2 separate regions of the Sus scrofa genome follow, and region 1 is linked to region 2. The links are chromatin contacts, called in public Hi-C maps. All regions are on one chromosome and are shown on one strand. Each heading gives the region's core, a stretch centred on a gene start, on an enhancer-like site or on the middle of the called end of the contact. The rest is flanking DNA. Distances are from core to core; before and after follow the strand shown.

What was found. Hi-C and Micro-C count contacts between places; a contact is called where the count stands out from the background.
Region 1: a contact with region 2 is called in a Hi-C map of liver, with 3 times the contacts expected there. The contact joins the promoter of DTD1 here to the promoter of SEC23B in region 2. A contact is called at or near these places in 1 of 5 promoter capture datasets (liver), 9 of 47 Hi-C or Micro-C datasets (alveolar macrophages, brain, differentiating spermatogonia and 5 more) and 2 of 2 datasets of contacts at active chromatin or transcription factors (alveolar macrophages and skeletal muscle).

Annotation. Positions count from the first base shown.
Region 1 is chr17:26,808,379-26,812,503 of Sscrofa11.1, forward strand. It overlaps DTD1 (D-tyrosyl-tRNA(Tyr) deacylase 1), which reads left to right and starts at 2,761. Exons shown (of 6, transcript XM_003134277.6): 1 at 2,761-2,992. The coding sequence starts at 2,950.
Region 2 is chr17:26,758,652-26,762,704 of Sscrofa11.1, forward strand. SEC23B (Sec23 homolog B, coat complex II component) reads left to right here and starts at 1,397. Exons shown (of 20, transcript NM_001267832.1): 1 at 1,397-1,842. It overlaps LOC102163552 (a long non-coding RNA gene), which reads right to left and starts at 1,293. Exons shown (of 3, transcript XR_308679.3): 1 at 1,138-1,293; 2 at 444-597.

The DNA of each region.
Region 1 (4,125 bases), core at 1,511-4,010, 51 kb after region 2:
TTTCCCTTTGCTCCTTCTGCTTTTTATCTTTTCACTGTAAGAGTCATAGCCATGAGTATGACTATATGCTGAAACCTGGGAGTCGTCGTAGCAAACTGCTAAACCTGGTGGTCTTGGGGACCCTGGGTGCACTACCCATGCAAAGTCCATCTGGATATGGAAGGATGGTTATTATAGTGCTGATCTGCATAGGTCAAGCATAGAGGATGAGGACTCTCAAAACATACTTTTTTTTTTTTTTTTTTGTCTTTTTAGGGCTGCACTTGTGGCTTATGGAGGTTCTGAGGCTAGGGGTCCAATAAGAGCTACAGCTGCCGGCCTATGTCACAGCCACTGCAACGTCAGATCCAAGCCACATCTGCGAACTACACCACAGCTCACAGCAATGCTGGATCCTTAATCCACTAAGCAGGGCCAGGGATCAAACCCTTGTCTTCATGGATACTAGGCAGGTTCGTTAACCACTGAGCCACGATGGGAACTCCAAAATATACTTTCTAAAAATTTCAAAACATGAATCCAATTCAGGTATAGAATGAGCAGATCAACTTGTTAATGAAAAATCAAGTAGGATGATAAAGCTTGTTTGAGGAAAATAGAGGACAGGGATTATTTGGGCACTGGAGACAGAAATGTTAGAATATTTCTGGTTAATGTTCCTTAGAAGTGTGATAGGTTTGGACCTGGAACCCTCTACCTGAGTGCTTGCACCTGGACAAATACCTCCTCGAGCAACAAAATACAAATAAGTCATAAGGGACTAAAAATAACTGCACACATGCACTACATTGGGGCAAATGATGAACAGTAAGATATAAAAAGGCCAAAACCCAACTGCCGCTTCTGAGCTGCCAGGAGCAAAGCAGGATACTGGGCATGAGCCCTGCACACAGCACCACCAAGGGGGCTGGCAGATCACCTAAGTCACCCCTCTGTCCCAAAGAACTAATCTGTTCCCACCCTCAGCCCACTTAAGGAATCAGCCTGAGCTCCTGGGAAAGCAAGCAAGAGTACCTATTTTTGTCTTTCCTCTCCTGCTGCATGGATTCCCCTTGAAGCCATTCCTGGGATTCTCATCTGGTCTCAATTTTTTTTTTTTTTTTTTCAGGGCCGCACCTGCAGGATATGGAGATTCCCAGGCTAGGGGTCAAATCGGAGCTGCAACTGCTGGCATACACCACAGCCACAGCAACGCCGGATCCTTAACCTACTGAGTGAGGCAAGGGATTGAACCTGTGTCCTCATGGATGCTAGTCATTCGTTTCTGCTGAGCCACAAAGGGAATGCCTGGCTTCAATGCCTACCGATTCAACAGTCCAAGGACCCAAGTGGGTAAGGGGACATCAGAGTGACTTTCCTGCTTCTGCTGTTTTCTCAAAGTCCTTAAACTCAAACATATTCAATATGCTGAGTTGCCATATATGGGGTAGAGAGTCCTTATAACCTGGGGGGGCCCTGTGGGGCCTTCCTGTGACAGCCCTCCCCTCATCCCATAGTACCCAGATAATAGTATCTGATAAACATTTCTGAGTTGTTTTACAGATGCTAAAACCCCCACCAAATGGAAGAAATTAAATACTTGATCATCCTGAGCAAGTAGCCTCCAGACATACTAGCACCTAAGGATTGATAATTGTGTGTGTGTTTGTGTCTGTCTGTGTGTCTGTCTTTTAGGGCCACACCGAGGCACATGGAGGTTCCCAGGCTAGGGGTCCATTTGGAGCTGTAGCTGCCAGCCTACAGCACAGCTCATGGCAATGCCAGATCCTTAACCCACTGATCGGGCCCTGGGATCAAAACCAAGTCCTCATGGATGCTAGTCGGGTTCGTTAACCGCTGAGCCATGATGGGAACTCCAAGGATTGATAATGTTACCTGTGATGGTGCCCTGTTTCCTCACCATCAGCTAGAGAACTGTGCATGAGCTGATCACATGCCCTGTGACCCCCCTCCCCACCACCTGGTTGAAACCTTTCTGGGAGTTTGGAGTTATTGAGCATGAGACACCTGTTCTCCTAGTAGGGCGCCATTACAGTCAACACTGCACGTTCCCTCACCACAACCTGGTATCAGTAGATCGGCTTTACTACACATGGGCAAGCAGACCCAATTTTGTTTCCAAACCCCATCACTCTACACCCACAAGTACTGTTACACTGTAAGGGGACACATGAGAGGGGCTTGTTTTTATCAGTGATACTAATTTGTCAGGGTAATACTTGTACAGTCCTTTCAGCTTCTAAGCACTTGTATATTTTATTCAAATCTTTTAACGATCCTGTGAGAGAGACTAAGCATCAGTATTAGAGAAGGGATTAGAGTAACATAGTCATGTATCTGCAGTGTCCTGACATGGCTAAGTCAAGTGAATACGGAAACACTTAAATGGCTGCTTTAGGCAGTAGATCCTCTTCTATCTGGCTTCTGAGGAACCACTGAGACAGGAAGACAAGGGAAAAAGAATTTGGGAGGGTCTGGGGCCTGAGGGGTGGAAAATGAAAAGAGAAACACAATTAGGATTAGGAGTCTGGACAACAAAGCTGGGATTTAGTTACGACTGGTTCTTAGGCCCGAGATGTGAGAAGAAACAGGTGCAGAAACTGCTGTCAGGGCACCTGTGAGTGTGGCTGGGGGTGGGGACTGGGAAGGGGGTTGCTGGATCCCAGCGTTGGGGCGTGGCTCAGCTGTGGGTGGGGCAGGATCGAGAATGGGTGGGGCCTATGACGGGGGCGGGGCTATACTTAGGGCTCAGGTGGGCGTGACCGACGCCGGCGGGAACAACCTGTGGGTGGGCGTGGCCGACGTGGGCGAGCTGCCGACTAGCGGGTCCTGCAGGGCCGCCCGCGCACTTCCTGGTGTCACCCGCAGAGGGCGTCTGTCGCCGCGCCGCCTGGAGAGTCTCGAGGCCGGAAGCCGTCCGGCGCCGCCCCGCTCGCCCCAGCCGCCGCCATGAAGGCCGTGGTGCAGCGCGTCACCCGGGCCAGCGTCACAGGTCAGTCGGGCGGGGCCGGGCCGGGAGGAGCCGCCCCTGACCCCGCGCCCGGCCGACACGGCCACCCCCGCGAGGGTTCCCCCGCGCCGCCCCGGGGCAGCTGCAGCCCTGCGCGAGCTCGGTCCCCGGCGGCGCGCAGCCCCGGCCGGCTTGCGGTGCCGTCCACGTGCCCGGGGGGTCCCGGCGCGGCCCGAGCTGCAGGGTTTCCGCTTAGGGTTCACGATGAACGCGCCTCATTATTTTCACCAGCGTTTCTTTCAGTCCTGAGTGCCAGGTGGCCGAACCTCCTAGCATCCTCTGAGCACCTCTGTGGCCCGTTCTTCGTGGAATGTTGCACAAACAACATGTAGGGAGCATTTCCGGAGCAAGAACTACCCATTTTGCAACCTTCTGCTCGACATTTTCCTTTTGTTGCCCATTTTCTCCATATCCCAGTTTTGATGGAGCTTGACGCCCAGTGAGATGCACAGCTGTGAAGAGTTGTCGGTAGGGGTGAGTTCTGACCGTGTGTCCGCCCACGTGCCCAGCGCCCAGCCCCGGTGCAGCGCGTTCCTGCCCAGGACTCCCCTTCCTCACCGAGCCCTGAAGGGACAGTCAGAATCTAAAGGATTCAGGATGAGATGTTTCTCTTTTCCACCAGTTTCTTGTTGACCAAGCCACCCAACCATTAGTCATCAGTTGATCACTGTAGTCTGGTTTGAGCATCAGGGGTCCAGATGATTAATGGATAGAACGGAGTCGTTTATATTTTTGTTTGTTTGTTTTTTTTTTTTTACTTTTTGGTGGCATCCGCAGCTTGAGGAAGTTCCTGGGCCAGGGATGGAACCCGCGGCCACTGCTGTAAGCACAGCAGTGACAATGCTGGATCTTTAACTCACAGTCACCACACATTTCCTAGAAGGGAGTCGTTTTAAAAAACTCAAGCCAAGATAGTAAAGATATCAGGAAATTTTAAATGACTAATTTTAGATTATCTTCCAGTTTTTTGTTTTTTGTTTTTTTTGTTTTTGGCAGAATTCTAATACTGTTTCATTCAGGTAATCCTAGATAGCCTTTCCTTCAAGCCAGTCCATACCAAGTATGTGTTTTTGTGTCCAGGAAAGTATAAATCTAAAACCAAAACAGCAAAATCC
Region 2 (4,053 bases), core at 147-2,646:
AAGGAAAGAAAAATTTCTTCCTTCCCAACACTTATCAAGATGACTACACACTCACATAAATCTAGTCCTAAAATTCAAAAAATAAACTTTTAAATGTGCAAGATTAAAAAAAAAATCCTTCTTACAGAAATTTCTAGTATAGAAGAAATCCATTTTCAAATAACTAAACCAGATCTTAGGCAAATGATATTCTTTTAATGTTTGGCTAAAAAACAAAACAAAAAACCTCAACTAAGTATTTTTTCACTGTAAAATATAATACAATTGTGTGTTTTAATCAAGTTCGTTTCCTTACTGAGAGAATAATTGATTTGAACTTCCTAAACTTCTACTAGTTTAATTATTTAAAAAACCCTAACATTACTCTAATGAAATGTTTTAGGAACATGAAAACTGCAAATTTATTCAGCAAAACTGAATCATTATTCAAGTTCTTATATTACCTGTAAGTTTCACAGCACATCGACTTAAAACCAATTTCCATGATGTTAGTCATTTTAAACTTTGTACTGGAGGTCCCCTGTGGCTCAGTGGGTTAAGGATTCAGAGTTCTGCTGTGGCTTGGGTCACTGCGGAGGCATGAGATCCATCTCTACCCTGGGAAGTTCCAGAACGAGAAAAAGAAAAAAAGGGGGGGGGTTAGTTCCTGTCATGGCTCTGTGGAAAATAATCTGACTGTCTATGAGAACATAGGTTTGATCACTGGCCTCACTCAGTGGGTTAAGGATCCGGTGCTGCCCTGAGCTGTAGTGCAGGTTGCAGAAAAGGCTCGGATACCTGGTTGCTGTGGCTATAGCTCCAATTCGACTCCTAGCCTGGGAACTTCCATATGTCGCAGTTGCAGCGCTAAAAAGCAGAAAAACAACAACAACGCTTCGTACTAAGGGTTGATCTAATTAATGGTAATTCTCGGACGCTTTGATATGTTCTAAGCATACTTTCAAGTTTATATAATTTTGCTTATTTTTACGTGACACAAAGTGGCTACATCTCTAGGTCAGATTAATAAATGCGCTTGGTTTTGCTACTTATAAGGTGTAAAACAGAAGTGGTAGATGTAGAAAGTTAAGCTCAATGTATTAGGAGTTTTGTTAGTCTCTTAAAATGCTCGAATAGGACCAGTTTCCAGTTACTGACCTTCACATGAAAGTATAACAGGGACTGAGAGGAACTGTGCACGAGTGTCGGGCTCCTCAGAGACGAAGTAACCGGACATTGGGAAGGAAGGAAACCCTGCAATTTGATGAAGCTCACTTTACCAGAGGAACTAACAGGAATCTCGTGCGCATGCGTTCCTAAACTCTCTCCGCCCTGCCCCTCCCGCGTGCTAACGTCTCTTTCCGGCCAGCTTCGGGCCCCTTCACGAGGAAACACGCCTTCTTCCGGGGCCATACGTCATTGTTCTCGCTTCTCGGTAACTAAGGCGATGAGAGGGACTTTCCGCTTAGGCGAGCGGCCGCCTTAATGGAGTAGGACGAACCCCTGAGGCGTGCTGACTTCACCTAGGAAACAGTCTGGCAGCACAGGTCTTTCCTGAAGTATAAACATTTGGCGGTGAGCTTGGAAAAACGTGTATTCCGAGGATCTGTTAATTTTTAAAGAGCGAAGGACCGCTGTCTTGCCCTGTTCCAAGATGGCGGCGCAGCCTCTCTGAGTGTCTTGCTTCCGCTCTCTCTCAGGGGTGGGCGCTCTTTAATTGGTTATCGGACGGCGCTGTGGCGTGACGCACAAAGGCGCTGACCAATCGGCTGAGAGCTGAGCTGGACTTGGCGGTGGGAGCCGGAGCCGGGCTCTTGTAGCAGTGGGTGCGCACAGCTGCAGCCGGTGAGCGTTTCCGGGCAGGTGAGTGGGCAGCCCAGGTGATGGGACGCCAAGGGCTTGGACAAGGGTCTCTACAGGGGGCAGTTGGGTTTCTCCCGAGGCGAGGCCTTTTCTCGGCGGGCAGAGGAATTGAGGGGATCATTGACCCTGGGATCTGCGGAGAGTGACGCGGTCCCCGCCAGGTGAGGTGGCCAGCCGGCTTCTGGCGCAGGATGAACCGAATCGCGCGTGGCGGAAGGATCCAACGTTTATTTTACAGTTGAGGAACTCGAGGTTTAGGTTAAATGATTTATGTTTCGTGACAGAGCTGAGACTAGAACCCAGGTCTTCGGACTCCTTTTAAGGATAAAACCTTGTTTAAACTTAGTTGTGTCCTGAAAAGTTCTGCCTTGATGACCTGAATGGCATAAATTGGGTGGGTGGGGAGGGGGGAGAGGGCAGATTCATCTACAAGAACTTAAGTTTCACTTATTCATTCATTAATTCATCCATTCTGCTATTAGCCTCTTCTGAAACCCTTCCTCTTTGAATATATGTTAGTGGTAGACCCATCTCTCTAGAAAAATGCATATTCACTCAGGCACTCGGTTTTGCTTACACCTTCAGAGAATTTATTGACCCTTTAAATCCCAAGAATCCATGATCTAGAAGGGGCAAGGGGAAGAGTCAGTGGGGAAGGAAGAGAGCAAGTTTTAGTATGTAGATACCTGGGGATATGGAGTGGAGATAGTACCTTTTAATTATGAACTGTTTTGAGAACGGAAACTCATTTAATGAAGTCTGCGGCAGTGCTTGCTGAAAATTGGGATGTTAGAACTTGTTTTCATTCCCACCTGAATTACCCTTTGCTACCCAGGAAGTTACCAAAGTGTTTCCTGTGTACATAGTGCTTCAGCTTCCCGCTTTTGCCAGAAGTAACAGGTAGGTGCCTTAAATTTTCAGTTAAAGCAAACATTTGGAATTTTTGTGGTCTCTGTTGTGTATAATAGGGTAATCAATTCATTTGCATTTATAGCCATATGTTATTCCTTTAGTCCAAATTGTTAACAGTATGGCACTTCTCAGAGTAACTTGGAGACAATCATTATTCAGCATTGCATTAGAGACCACTCAGGCCACTTAAAAGATTCCTCAATTTGCTTTTTTTCTCATTGTTCTTAGAGAGTTTTGTTCCCTTGAACCCTAGTAGCTGAAGTGTGTGTGTTAGCCTAGATTTTAGTGTGTAAGTGAGATGTATAAAACACTCAGTGGAGTTGGCAGTGTCTGGGTTTGAAAAACTTTTGTAATCTGAATAGCTATTTCATTACCTGGGATCTTTCAAGGCATGAGCATAAAGCAGCTGTGGTGAGGAGACAGATGCAGATGAGGAACCTCAGCGTAATAGCAAACTTTGCTTTGTAATTTTAGCAAACCCAAGTAGAAATAGTTTGGCCAAGAACCGGTGGCTGTCCTCATTGTGAATTGGATTCAGACATCTGTATCCAGTTCTTTTCTCTATAGTTAATGATGAAAGGAGGGAAAGGGCTCAAAACCAAAATCACTTGGAAGGTAAATTTTAATACAGTATTTATTCAAATAGGGCAAGGAGGAAAAGGGGTCAGAGAGCAAGTAACTGAATGCTGAAATAGGGTTTGAGACTTACCATTGAGCAGGGGGCTGAAATTGCCTTGGCTGAGGTATGTGATCTATGAGGTGGTTTAAATTACATTATTTAGCTACACGCAGCTTAGAGGTGGTCAAATAATTGTAACCCCCCCCCTTTTTAAGTGCTAGGAGGGTTGAGAAAGGAATTGCAAGTTAATTGGCTGTCGAGGTCAGAGAGGAGTGAGATGTTGTCCTACAGTGACAACTGGTTCTTTTATATTAAGTGTTTAAGAAATGTTGCATTTGGAGTTCCCGTCACGGCTCAGCGGTTAACGAATCTAACTAGGATGTTGTGTGTTTGATCCCTGGCCTTGCTCAGTGGGTTAAGGATCTAGCGTTGCCATGAGCTGTGGTGTAGGTCGCAGACTGGGCTCGGATCCCGCATTGCTGTGGCTCTGGCGTAAGCTGGCGGCTACAGCTCCAATTAGACCCCTAGCCTGGAAACCTCCATATGCCATGGGTGTGGCCCTAGAAAAGACAAAAAGAGAAGGAAAAAAAAAAAAGAGAGAGAGATGTTGCATTAGGTGATCATCTTTTTCTTTTTTTTAAGACTTATTCTTTCTACTATAGTTGATTTGGAATGTTCTG